Regions from separate parts of the Lactuca sativa genome. Here region 1 is linked to region 2. The links are chromatin contacts, called in public Hi-C maps. All regions are on one chromosome and are shown on one strand. Each heading gives the region's core, a stretch centred on a gene start, on an enhancer-like site or on the middle of the called end of the contact. The rest is flanking DNA. Distances are from core to core; before and after follow the strand shown. Region 1 holds the start of LOC111892086 (ABC transporter G family member 29). Region 2 holds the start of LOC111900976 (serine carboxypeptidase-like 13).

What was found. Hi-C and Micro-C count contacts between places; a contact is called where the count stands out from the background.
Region 1: a contact with region 2 is called in a Hi-C map of seed, with 10 times the contacts expected there. The contact joins the promoter of LOC111892086 here to the promoter of LOC111900976 in region 2. A contact is called at or near these places in 2 of 4 Hi-C or Micro-C datasets (leaf and seed).

What each region holds. Positions count from the first base shown.
Region 1 is chr1:204,021,931-204,028,768 of Lsat_Salinas_v11, reverse strand. It overlaps LOC111892086 (ABC transporter G family member 29), which reads right to left and starts at 2,734. Exons shown (of 21, transcript XM_023888150.3): 1 at 2,317-2,734. The coding sequence starts at 2,627.
Region 2 is chr1:203,622,027-203,629,373 of Lsat_Salinas_v11, reverse strand. LOC111900976 (serine carboxypeptidase-like 13) reads left to right here and starts at 1,769. Exons shown (of 14, transcript XM_023896842.3): 1 at 1,769-1,988; 2 at 2,057-2,202; 3 at 2,926-3,002; 4 at 3,115-3,237; 5 at 3,325-3,427; 6 at 3,878-3,915; 7 at 4,010-4,111; 8 at 4,207-4,293; 9 at 4,368-4,442; 10 at 4,535-4,606; 11 at 4,789-4,937; 12 at 5,316-5,429; 13 at 5,591-5,645; 14 at 5,991-6,205. The coding sequence starts at 1,840. The coding sequence ends at 6,086.

The DNA of each region.
Region 1 (6,838 bases), core at 1,485-3,984, 400 kb before region 2:
ATTACCTGAAAAATAACCATTTTATGTCCACAAGAAAGACACGAGTGAAAAAATATTATATATGAAATATCCAAATTAATTTTTGAAAATAAAAACTGAACATGTCGGTTCTAAATAAAAATATTTAATATTTCTACCAGGTTAATATTTAAAAGAAAAATTGTTATCATAATCACATAATTTGTTAGAGATATATGTTAGTATTAGTTACCTCTTCCAACAAATAAATTTGAACATAATATATGTAATGGCATATAATAAAATTTTAAAATGGGAATAAATGAAAATGAAACAAATATTACATATTTAAGTGGTTAGAAATTAAAAGTTGAAAGGTTGTATTTGAAAATTACAAAATCAGTCAGTGTACGGTGGATCCAATTTCTTAAATAATCTTATTGTTACAAACTAATTAAAAACCAACCTATTTTTTTAAAGGTTTTTATTTTTTTATTTTATTTCATTTATTTATTTTTTGTTATACATGACCAGTGCTCTAAAAAGATCTTAAATGTTTCATCATGTTATGACTCTAATGTTGGGATGTCAATCTGGAAAAATAGGACGAGGAGTGCACTCCTATCCCTGCTTCTGAAATTTCTTCGTTCCCCCGGTCCCGTCCCAAATTGATTTTGGGCTGTCGTTTTTGGGTTAAAAGGAGCTGTTATTTGAGCTAAAAAAACTATTTTTTAAATAAAAATATTTATTTATAGCAAAATGTTACATGTTAAAAAAAATTATGTCATCTTAAAACATTATATTAACAACTTAACAGGGCCGCATAGGGTTTCGGGTCGGGACTGCCGACCCCGCCCATACCCCTGAAATTAAAACGGAGATTAATCCTGCCCCGCCCCTGTCCCCACCTCCGATTTTTTTAATAAATACCTACACATGTGCCAGGACCCAGGAAGGAACAGGGTTCCATAAGACTCTTTAACATCTCTACTCCAATGTTTGTATTTAATGCCATGTTTTAACAAAATGACGCCTTAAGTTATATATATATATATATATATATATATATATATATATATATATATATATATATATATATATATATATATATATATATATATATATATATATATATATATATATATATATATATATATATATAATCAAAATCAAATGAGAAGAAATTTTTGATAGGAAGGTAATAAATTTTTTATATACATTATTTTTAGCAAACAAACAAAATGAATCATTAGATGATTCAAAACTAAGATGATCAATAAGAAAAATTTTCCAAAAAATATATTCATGATTTATTTTTAAGTAAATCCAGGAAAAAAAATCACTTTTATGACCATTTTAGTAAATATCAACAAAATAATCGTAAAAATGAATCATAGAGATGTTTTTCGGGAATTTTTTTTGTGAATCGTGTTATTTTTGATTTATCTGGTGATTCATTTGTTTTGTTCGCCAAAACAATATGCCGAAAAAAATTTCTTACTTTCCAACAAAAAAAATTTCTGACGTGTGTGTGTGTGTGTGTGTGTGTGTATATATATATATATATATATATATATATATATATATATATATATATAATATTTTATACAAAATTATTGTCTTAAATCACGTCTTACACATCGATACGACTTGTAAAAGTTTGAAGCGTGACATTGCCGCCAAATCATGCCTAATGTTATCAGAACTACAAGACTCTTTGGGATCCTTTTCTTCGAAATCCTTCTCTAGATGTTGTGTATACGTGTCAAAATTTTTTTTACATGACATGAATTAGGCAAAGACAAATTCGTTAAATACATACACGACACAAAGTGTAAATTGAGTATCGGGTATCAAGCACGAACACGACACATAATTAATTGCTCCGTCTGACCCGTGATACTACATGAATGGACACATTTTTAACTGTTTTACACGAAAACGCATATAAACATGAATCTACACAAATTTAATTCGTGTTTGTACTTGTCGTGTGTCACGTCTTTACACGTGTTGCGTGTCAACATGAATGTCTATACGTGTTTAGACATGTGAAGTATGTTTGATACCCATAAACCCCAAAACACATATTTTTGAGACAACTATTCAGAAAACTTTTGTTGTTTTAATTGTGTCTTGTATCAAAATGCCGGGTTTAAGTGGATGAGAAAATGACAAGCTTTCAAACGATATTTTCAATGAGAAAGATAAGGACTATATTCATGATTTTTCTTTTGCACGACAAATTAAAGAGCTACAAAAAAATTGTATGTTTTTTCTCATTAATATCAGTCCATGCATGCTTAGAAAACATGGCCTAAAAGTTGTTTGAAATTAGAGATGAAAACAAAAAGGAACCTGTGGAATCTTTCTCGTAGCTCCCTCAAGAACCTGTCATTATCTACTTCCACAACCTTAAACAACTTATCGATAATCTTTTGGTGGTCATCCACACCGAGGTCTCTTACATCAACTTGTTTGTGGATTGTATCACCTTGTTGGTTTTCAATGTCTTGTGTAGCATAAGACTCCATGAAAGCAGTCCTTAAACGATCAAAAGTGGGCAGGCTATCTAAAGCTGCCCGTTTCAGCCCGTCTTCATCTTCCTCAGCATGATTGCTCCTTCTGCTATGATCATCTGGACTCACATACAACTCTTTCATCTCCATCTCTTCTCTTATGGTTTATGACAATGAAACTGATAATTAAAGAGATCAAGTCAAATACATAGTTTTAGATTTTTGATGGAAGTCTAGTGATAACTTGTGTGATATATAGAGTATGCCGGTTTACGATACATGACGAGTGAAACTAGGCAATACATACAATAGCATAAGCCAACCTGGGTCATTTATTTAATAATATTCTTGGGTGGGGTCGCTGATAGGAAACTTTTTATTTTTATTTTGGATATTTAACCGGGTAAATTGCAAAAAAGAATAGTAGTGTATATCAGTATATCGCTGCCTATTCGATCTAGAGGTTTTTAGCGGTTTAATCCGGTTTAGGTCCAATCTTATTTAGAATCCGGAGTCTAATCCGCTTTTGAATTTGAAATACCGAACAATTTTCAATCCGCTCTACAGGATTATTATATGGTTTGGTAAAAACGGATTTTAACTGGATCCGATTTACAGATCGAATCGGATCGATATCAGGGTCCAGCTTTCATAATTGCAAAGATAGTTATATTTCTAGATTGATGATGATAATGTACTTCAACCCATAAGGAAAATCTACCGATATTCTTTTACCTATAATAATATCATACTAATATTTTGTTACCATTATGGACGGGGCTTTATTTTACTTGTTACATGTGTTATTATTATAGATGAAATGTAAGTATATGTTGCTATTACATGGGTGCGTAAGAATTTGCTAGCCAATTGCTATAATTGTCAAAAAAAAAATGTATTTATGTTGTTATGAACTATATATTGTTATAATTGCCAAAGAAATGTAAGAATTTGCTATTATGGGAAAAACAAATTAAATATATTATTGTTATATAAAAAAGTTATATTATATTGGTAAAAAAGTAAAGCATGATGTTCACTTTTTTAATTTACCTTTATATATAAATTGTAATATAGTATATGTTTATAAGAATTTGATACATATTACAAAGTCATGTTATTTTAGATGATGAGTTGAATAAACCACACGAGACTTCGTACATTGTTTTGTTGGTTTATTTGGAGTTTGTCATTGTAACGGTTGAATAGAGTCAAAACTGCTATGCTGTAGATGATGGAGTCGTCCGGAGTAAAAGTCGCCGTTAGCGTTGTTTTTAATTATGCGTTTCTTAATTATTTGAGGCATGTCATTGTTTCTGACGGTCGTTAGTCGGCGAACGAATCTTGTTATACCGTTGGAGTTTACTATTCTGGGTGGATACAAAATAACTATATAGGATTCTAAGAATTTGTTTTGTCACTTGAAATGGACCACAATCTAATAGAATGAACATGATTATGTAATGAGTTCGTTATATTAATGATGATTTAGTTCATTTCGTAGGAATAAGTAAATTTTGTATAAAGGTTTTAGGTTTGTATTATATGTAAATACATACCATATATACTCTTAACTCTATTTAATATTTTAATAAATTATAAACAATGATCTTACTATTTATATTTATAGAAAAAAAGAAGTGAATGTTAAAAAAATTATTAGAATTAATTTTTTTTATTAAAAAATATATTTTCTGTCTATTTTACAGCAAGACCATTTTATTAAAATACTAGTTGTGAGATTCATGTATTACATGAGTTTATTTTAAAAAAAATCAAATATAAATGTCAAAATATACGAGAATTTTGAATTTATAAGAAAATAAGAAATATTTTGAATCCCTATTCTAATAAAAGAATAGTTTTATTATTCTTTTGATATGTGTCACTCTAGGCCTTTTAATTAATACATATTTTATTTTTCTTTTGCCATATGTCATCTTATTAAGTTTCCTAATTAATGCATGCTACTTGTCAATCTATTAATTATTCATTTCAAATTTCAAATTTTAAATTTTCCACTCTAATTATATTAAATTAATAACAATAGAATAAAAACTACAATAAAATTAATACAAATTATAAAGTGATATAGTTTCATATATTTATTTAATTCAATGATTATAATATTATATAACAAAAAAACTATTAATTAATAATTTATTTAAAGTAATTGATTAATAATTTTGAATTTTTATACTATAAAAGTTTAATTAAATTTGTAACCGTAGTTCCCACGGGTTATAAACTAGTTATTATAAAATAAATGTTTTTTATCTTTTAAATTTAAACAAAAATACTAATTTAAATAAATAAAAGAAACTAATAAGTTTTAATTTTGAAATTAAAAGGTAAGTTCATTAATAAAATTGATATATCCATTTATTACCTGCAATTATTATAATAAAACATTATATGAAATTTAATAAAATAGAAAAATCATAACATGATATGTGGAAAAAAAAATAATCCAAAATAACCACAAAATGACATTTAATAAATTGAATGAGAGTTTGACAAATGACAAAAAGACTTTCGTTTATTAGAAATGAATAGTTAGCGAGATAGGTAACATAAGGTGATTGGGAGGGGGGGGGGGGGGGGGGTGAGATGTGTTTATTTAAATAAATTAAAAAATCAAGGGCAAAACTGGTAAGACATGGACCAAACGCGTAACAAAAACAAACATTAAGGACCTTCCGAATAAAAAAATAAGTTAGGGACCAAACGCGCAAATTACCCTAAATCATAGGGACCATTCGTGTAATTTACTTTTATTTTTATTTTTCACATGGTATCAAGGGTGATCTCGAGTAGATGATCGTTGGATTGAGGGGAGTTGGCTTGTTCATTCAGTCCATAACTTCCTTCACCATGGACTCATGGAGCAATGTTCCTTTGGTTGCAGAAGGACAAAGGATAGATTTCATTTGGTTGCACAAGCAAATGAAAAAAAAAAAAAAAATAGACGGAATAAAGCATTTAATTTCATTCTTACGGAATGAACGATTTTAGTATTTCCCAACTTCCATCAAACCAAGCACTACAACATTTACCATATTACATATCATTATAAATTTCATTAAGATGTCAATAATTCATAAATAATTGCTATAATAGTCTCTTTCCATGCTTAACACCTTATATTTGTCTTATCAAGAAGCCATGCACTAATAGACGAATATCATGTTCGCTCTTATCTATATCGTAAAGATGTTAATATCACTTCTCGGAGATTTGGATTCCAGTTCATGTCATGTTATGAAAACTTGACTTGAGACGATATCTATGTTTCGTTTTCAAAGTCGATGTCGGAGGGTCATTTTTATCGCACGATATCAACTTATGATATATTCGATCATTTTTAAATTAAATTTTTGTATTTAGCTCTTGTCATGAATTGATAACTAATATTTTATTTGGTTGGCATAAAATGTAACGAAATTACTTACATTCATAATATATATATATATATATATATATATATATATATATATATATATATATATATATATATATATATATATATATATATATATATATATATATATATATATATATATATATATATATATATATATATATGTTTTGTTTGTGGATGTATATTTAAAATTAGAATGTAAATAATGCTAATTGTTTCAATTACCCTTAATTCGATATTTTTAGCACTTAGTATTATTTTGTATCCTATATTTTATGCATTTATGTACGCATTAGTGTAAATAATGATTGGTTCATATTTTTTATTAGAATTCTCATATCATTCATATTTTTATGTATTCGAAATGAAACAGTATTCTGGAAGCATTGACGGATGTATATTTGGTGTTTGGAGCTAAAATACCTGTGAAAACGGAAACCATGGACGGATGTAAAGTATATCAAGGGTATGCAATTGCATACCCTTCAATTTTTACCACAAGTATTTTTTTTTCTTCTTTTAAATAAGTTATTATATAACAAATAACAAATACTAATATTGCATTCCATCCTCCTTAATAAATGAAGGTTTTTTGCCACATGTCAATCTCTTATTAATTTTGACACTTGTCATTTTGTGGTATTTTTGAAATAAATATTATCCACTTGTCAATTTTTGGTTTGTTTCAATTTTTAAAATTAAAGTCATATATAAAGTATTAAATATGATATATAGATATATTAAATTGCAGTAAATATGTATTTTCCTTAATTTAAAGTTATACATTAAAAAATATTTTTCGTTTACACTTTAATGTTAATTTTTTTTTTTTAAATCAACCCGTGTAATACATGAGTTTCACACCTAGTTGATATAATAATTGCACTCTTTTGTTGTTGAATGGTTATGACGTGGCTTCAAGATCAAAATACAAAAACAA
Region 2 (7,347 bases), core at 520-3,019:
TAAACGATTATTTTTAAATGAAAAATTGTTTGAAATTGTCGGTGTTATATATATATATATATATATATATATATATATATATATATATATATATATATATATATATATATATATATATATATATATATATATATATATATGTTCACAACCCTGTTTATATAACAAGACTTGAGGCTAGCTAAAGATTTGATTAATGTTTGGGTTTAAAATCGAACCAGAAAACCCAAGTACCCCGTAAAAAAAATTTATGCTACCCTAAAAAAAATTAGATACCCCTTTATTTTGATCCTAGTACTGCCGCTGCCTCAAGGACCTTGACTATAAAGCAATTGATTATTAATTGTTGTTAAAACGACTATTAATCTAAGTTGGTACTAAGTAACATTTCTTAGTCTTGTTGAACGACAGTCGTTTCAATTTCCTATTTGTTCTAAATTTGGAATTACTTCACTAAATCGTGGTTGTGACCAATACGCTTTATTAAATAGGAAAGATATATAATGACAAATTTAATTTAAGATGACTAAAATTTGATTTTCAAAATGATTTGTATAATTTGTATAAATAATGTCCCATGTTTTGAAAACCGGTTCTTGGAAACCAAAAAAACTATTTATCATGTGAACCAGTGAAAACGGGTTAAACCGGTTAAAAAAGAAATTTTAAAAAATATTTTTTTTTCATTTTTTGTATTTTGTATATAATTAAAATTAATAATAATGTAATTATGATATTATCCATTTTTTTCAGTTTTTCAGATCGGTACAACCGGTTAGACCAATTGAACGATTTGGTATGTCGGCCGGTATGGTCTCTGGTCGAATTTTTAAACCTTAATGTCAAAGCATTATTTTAAATGTATATTTAAAAAAGCTAAAAAAAATTGTAAGAAAAAAAAAACTAATATTTACAAAAGTAAGAAAGATACTAAAAAATTGAAATAAAAAATAAAAGTAAAAAAAATGGATATTTAAAATAAAAAAAGGTAAGAAAAATTGAAAATCATGTGAAAGTTTTTTTTGCCTCTTGTCTAATTTTTAAGAGTTTATGGTTTTTTTTAATAAATTAATTTCACATGTCATTTTGTGGTTGCTTTGTATTAAATGAGATTAATTAATTAATTAGTGTATTTATTCTATTAATTTCAAAAATAAAAATTGTAAATGCTATATATACCTTTTTTTCATATGATATCATAAATACACATCCAATTTTGATTGTTTCATCTCAAATTCTAAACTAATCGTATATATAATTTCCAAAATATATACTTTCCAAAATAATATCCTCTTTCTTATACCAAACTTATACAAATTTCTTGACATATTGATTAAAGTCAAAGTTTAACTTAAGTCATAAAAGTCAATTTATATGGATAAAAAGTCATTTGAAATTTAAGTGCAACATCTTAAATAGTTTAGATAGAATAAGAATTAATTACAATCTCAAACAAATTTAAAGTAACTCTCTATAATTGATTTATTCAATGTAATTGATTATAATCGATTTTGATTTAATACAATTTTTAATTTTTTTAACAATTAAACTTTTATTTTAATTAATCCGTATGGTCTCACCCCTAATAAAAAAACATTGGTTAAAAATATTTTTTCCAAACTACACTAAATATTTTTTTTGAATAACGCTGTTGTGATAAAAAAAAAACTCGAGCATCCCTGGTCGACGATCGATCTTACAGTGAGCTTATAAAATTACACAGACGACCCCATCTCTCCTCTTTTTGCACACCTAACCACCATGGCACATCACATCTCCACATATCCACACTTACACCTACTTCTTACACATGTCTACATAAACACATTACACCTACTACTTATGCAGAAAACTCTCGAAATGGAATCAAAACACACTCTGGTTTCCCTTCTAATAATCTTTGCACTTTCCATAAGTGCATCAAACTCAAAGTCAATCGTCAAGAGACTCCCCGGTTTTGATGGTGATCTTCCTTTCAGTCTGGAAACCGGGTATGTCTTCGTTTTCATTGTTTTTTCTGCTTCTGACAACTCATAAATTAATCTTGTTTTATTAAAAGATACATCGGAGTTGGAAAAGATGAAGCAGTGCAGATCTTTTACTACTTCGTTGAGTCCGAAAGAAATCCCTCCGAAGACCCTCTTCTTCTTTACCTCACCGGTGGGCCCGGGACTTCTGTACTTTATTCCATGATGTATCAAATAGGTAATCGTGTATCTAAATTCTTGTCTGCATCTAATTCATTTATCTATTGCATTAAACAACCATATTAATTACACACAAACACACACACACACACTAGAATAAACAATCTCCGGCAGTGACTTCGCCGGAGCTTGTTCACATCGCAACACAGATCCACCTTCCCAGAAACCCTCGCCGGAAACCTAGCTTCCACCGGCGTTGACTTCACCGGAGTCTGATCTTGTTTCTTGTTGATCCCTGTGGTCGGGATGTCTCCTAAACTATATGACTACGTTCCTCATGTTCATGGTTACAAGAATCTAATTTCAAGACCAATTTTCCAGTTTGTTGCTAACATATGAGATAATCAATGTTCGATGAATTTTTTGTCTGGATAACATTTATTAGATGAGGAACAAATTTGGTAACTATTCAAAAAGTTTACTTACATTATTTTAGTGGTTTGATCCGACTTTTGTGTCAATCACGTGATATATTCTTTGGTTATGATTGTCAATTATTTTTAATTTTAACATGGTTTTGAATTTTAGCATTTTTTTACCAAACATGCCAAAATTAAAACTTACTTTAAGGACATTTGTTTCCAATTTTAAAGGCATTGAAGTCTATTATTAAGTTACTTTAATAAGTAATACCAAATTGAATTTTAGCATTTTTGACCAAACATGTCAGTATTTATTTACACACAATTCATTAAAATTAACTAACCATTTTCTTTTGTAGGTCCACTCAATTTCAATTTGGAAACTTCAACGGAGGATAACATTACATTGAAGTTGAATCCATATCCATGGAATAAGGTTCACATTCTCTCACTCGAAACATTTTTCTAAAAATTAATGTTATAAACCTATGGATTTTATGTTCTACATGAATGATTTTTTACATACAATTAATCGTGTAATTTTGTAGGTTGCTAATATGTTATTCATAGATGCACCAGCGGGAGCAGGGTTCTCATATTCTACAACATACGAAGGAACGATTTGCAGTGATTCCCTTCTAGCTTCATATGCTTATGATTTTCTACGAAAGGTTTTGTAATAACTTCTATTAATTTATTAATATATTGTCTTCTTATTTAATTTGAAAATGATTTTGTTTTACATGTTAATTATACAGTGGTTTACGGATCACCCTAGGTTTCTCAGCAATCCGTTTTACGTATCAGGGATTTCATACATGGGGATTATCATACCAAATGTTGCTTTAAATGTATATAAAGGTAATATCTCTAACTATGGTTTTAATTCAATCTTTAGGGGTTGCTCTTGTTGATCATGATGATGAGTTTACTCATTTCCACTTCTCTTCGAGTGTAATAGAATTGGTCATAAGTTGCCCAAATTGGAATTCTTTTTAAAGGCGAAAGATTATTTTAAAAAGAAAGAAGAATAACAAGAAACTAAAATTTGTTTAATTGGACAATTTGGTTGGACTATATGGTTTGGATATTCGAATTTTTTGATTGTTTTACACCAAAACGGTTTTATTAAAATGAGAACTAGATAATCCAGAAAACTGAATAACAATTTCTTATATAAGTTTATTCATTTGTTTATTTATTACATGTACTCCTATTGTGCGTTAGATTTTGTCATTAATTTCGTAGTTGTTAATTGCCAAAAGGCTTGATTTTTCTAACATTATGTTTGTGATGTCGGGTACTTTGTAGGCAATGAACGTGGAAATCAACCACAACTAAATATGAAAGTAATATGCAAACTTTATAACGCTATTTACAAATATTATTGTATAAAAGGAAATATAGAATGTCATATTCACCTCTTTTTTTTGCATTATATAGGGAGTCATTAGCGTTTCCCCTTTAACTGATAAGTTCAATGATTTTAATTCAAGATTTGAGTTTGCTTATCGGCTATCACTAATATCAACCGATATTTATGAGGTAATGAAAAATATTAACACCAAAACATGACCATCTATTTCTCAAAGTAACCACTATTTATTTGGTCATTTGATTATATTTGTTTCATATTTCAGTCTACAAAACAAACATGTAAAGGTAACTATATATCCAATGATGTAGACAATGTCCTTTGCTGGAATAATCTCCAACAGGTGGAAGAGGTATACAAATATCATTTTGTATGATCTTATACAAGTTTATGTAGCACAAGTTTAATTCAAAATTCCATTTGTAGGCCACAAGCAAGATCAACTTAGAGAATATATTAGATCCAATGTGTGATACAACATACACGGACCCAACTTGTCGAGTAATTTTTCTTTTTCAAATACTCAAATCAACACATAATTTTCCCATATATGATTCTTTTATTGACATCAATGTTATTTCTTCTTTGTTTAGGAAGCTCGGTATGTATTTATAGGAATCTGGGCAAACAAAAAGGAAGTTCAGAATGCTCTCCATGTCCGTGAGGTATGTTATATATAATCGTATGTGTATATATCAATGCAAATATATGTATATCTCAAATTGCAAACTGCTAGATTTGATCTTACTTTGTGTTACAACTCATTCACACAAAACATGCTATTACTTCAAAAATCTAATATGCTTAAGAATTAAGAACTCTTGAATACCTTTCTTTTTATATACAGGGAACAATAGAAAATTGGGTGATTAAAAACGGAAGTATTCATTACGATATGGGGAAAAAGGACACAGAATGTTACTCATACGATGTGTTCAGTACTATCCCCACCCACAAACAACTTCTTGCCAAGAAATGCCAATATTTGATCATATGGTAATTACTCATACTTCAGAAAGATAATATTCTCGTTTCATTATTACAAAAAGGTTGCTTTTGCACTTTTATTTATTTAGGAGGTTTTAGTTAAAAAAAATAATGCCAACAAAATTAAAGTAAATCCTTTTAAAAATGTGATTATTTTTCTAAATATTATGAACACTACATTGCCTTCTAATGACCATTTTGATTTAATAAATCAATGGCCATGATTGTTTGTAATCTTTCTCGGAATATATATATATATATATATATATATATATATATATATATATATATATATATATATATATATATATAGATAAAGATTTAATGTTTTTGTTTTGGAATAAGCTATACATCTTATATGTGTCTCTTGAAAATTCAAATGCACAGTGGTGATCATGACATGACATTTCCACATGTGGGCACAGAGAAGTGGATTAGTAATCTTAATCTTCCGGTAGAGAAGCAATGGGAACCATGGTTTGTTAATGACCAGATCGCAGGGTGAGCTGAAAATTTTAGAATATATTAATAAAAATACCTTCATATTATTTTCATTTGTTTTGTTTTATCTTGAAATCCATTTATTAATTAATTTCATTAAAATGAAACATTTTTTCCTTGGGAACTAATCATGCAATCGTGTCATTCAATGTCTTTTGTAGATATCAGAGGACTTATGTACAGAGAGAATACTCGTTAAAATACGCAACTATTAAGGTAAGAAACATGACATTTAAACTTACTCTATTGGTATGCATCTTATTATTCTGTTGACAACATCATGATGTAAGATTGAAATAATAGAGCCCTTTGACTATTTTAAGCACACTTTGATTACTAGGGAAGTGTGGGCATTTGGTTAAGTGTTTTTAGTAATTTGTCCCCTTTATATATAAAAGCTTTTCCTTTTAATCAATAATAACAACATAGATAATGCAAACGTATGTAATTTATCTATGAATAATAACAATAATAAAATTTTAAGGAATTTTTTGTAATTTAATCGCATAAATCTTTGTTTCTGTCTCCAATCATAATTCTTTTGGGGTCTGGTGTTATTAGGGTGCAGGTCACGGAGTGGCATTGTACAAGCCTGAAGAAGCTTTGACTATGGTGGATGGGTGGCTTGCTTCTCAAACTTATTCAAGTGACTCTTGAGCACAATATTTGTATAAGTTTATTGCCACTATCAATGCTTCAGTGAGGCCCTGTAATTTTGCACTAGGATTTTTATTTCCAAAGCATTGAAATGATGCCTCGTGATTTTGCCTTTAAAAGTTCGCTTACAACCTAATGAAATAGCTAGGACTATGTCCCACGAAAAACCAATCAACATGTTACCAACCAAATAAATATTGTTGGCAACTAATATGTTTGGTGGTCAATATGTTTGGTTGGTAGTACCGTATAAATTGAGTAAATATGGTAAGATAATGGTATAAAGTTTAAAATACATGGTATTACTATACCAACCAATTCAATTTTAATGTGTGTATATATTAAGACCTTTGATATTACCATCTACCATATTATGAAAGTTTTTAAACTTATGTTTGCGTGTTCCATTTACTTTACTACTTCAAATTTTAAACTCATGTTAGAAATTAATAAAATCATTCTTGTCTCCACCACTCACAAAAATATCATTCACAAAAGCCCCATTTACATTTCATAATATTCAAGAATATGAAAATCTTTATTCACAAAACACTTATGTTCCTATATACCATTATCAACATGGACCAATCAAATTTATTGGCAACACATGGTTCAACGAAAAAATGTCCACTATCGTACTAATTCCACCTTTAGAAATAACACCTCTACATTTTTTTAACAATTGTGGAGATCTTTGATGTTTGAGCCTTGAGGTGAAGCTTTCATAGAACTTCTTAGTTCCTTCCATCCCTATTACATTTCCAAAACAATGAACGTTAGAAAGAATGACAATAATTTTTAAAACAATCTAAAGGTGAGTTGCGCTCATTAGATTAACACTTTTTCGTTAAGTACTTCACCCTTTCAACCAAGAGCTATAACTCTCAAATCTGATTTTTCTAAGTGACTTAATGGATAAAGTTTTCAAATTTATTCATTTCCATGACTTAGTAAAACCTAAACACAAAACCTAATTCCTAAGTGGTCTAACAAGGCCAAAAACTTGTGCATAACTTAAAAGGAGCCCATTCTTACACCTTTTCCCACCATTCTAAGTTTAAGAACTAACACAATACCATTCTAGAGTTCTAGAGTTGTTCAAACACTATAAACATTTTTCCAAGAGACCAAAACGGACCCAAAGCATGAAATATGAACTAGATAGTCATAAAGGTGGAACTACCATTATAAGCACCAAATGCCACCTTCTTCGTAAAAGGACACTCAGGAGGCTCAAGATCTTCAAACATACATACATAAA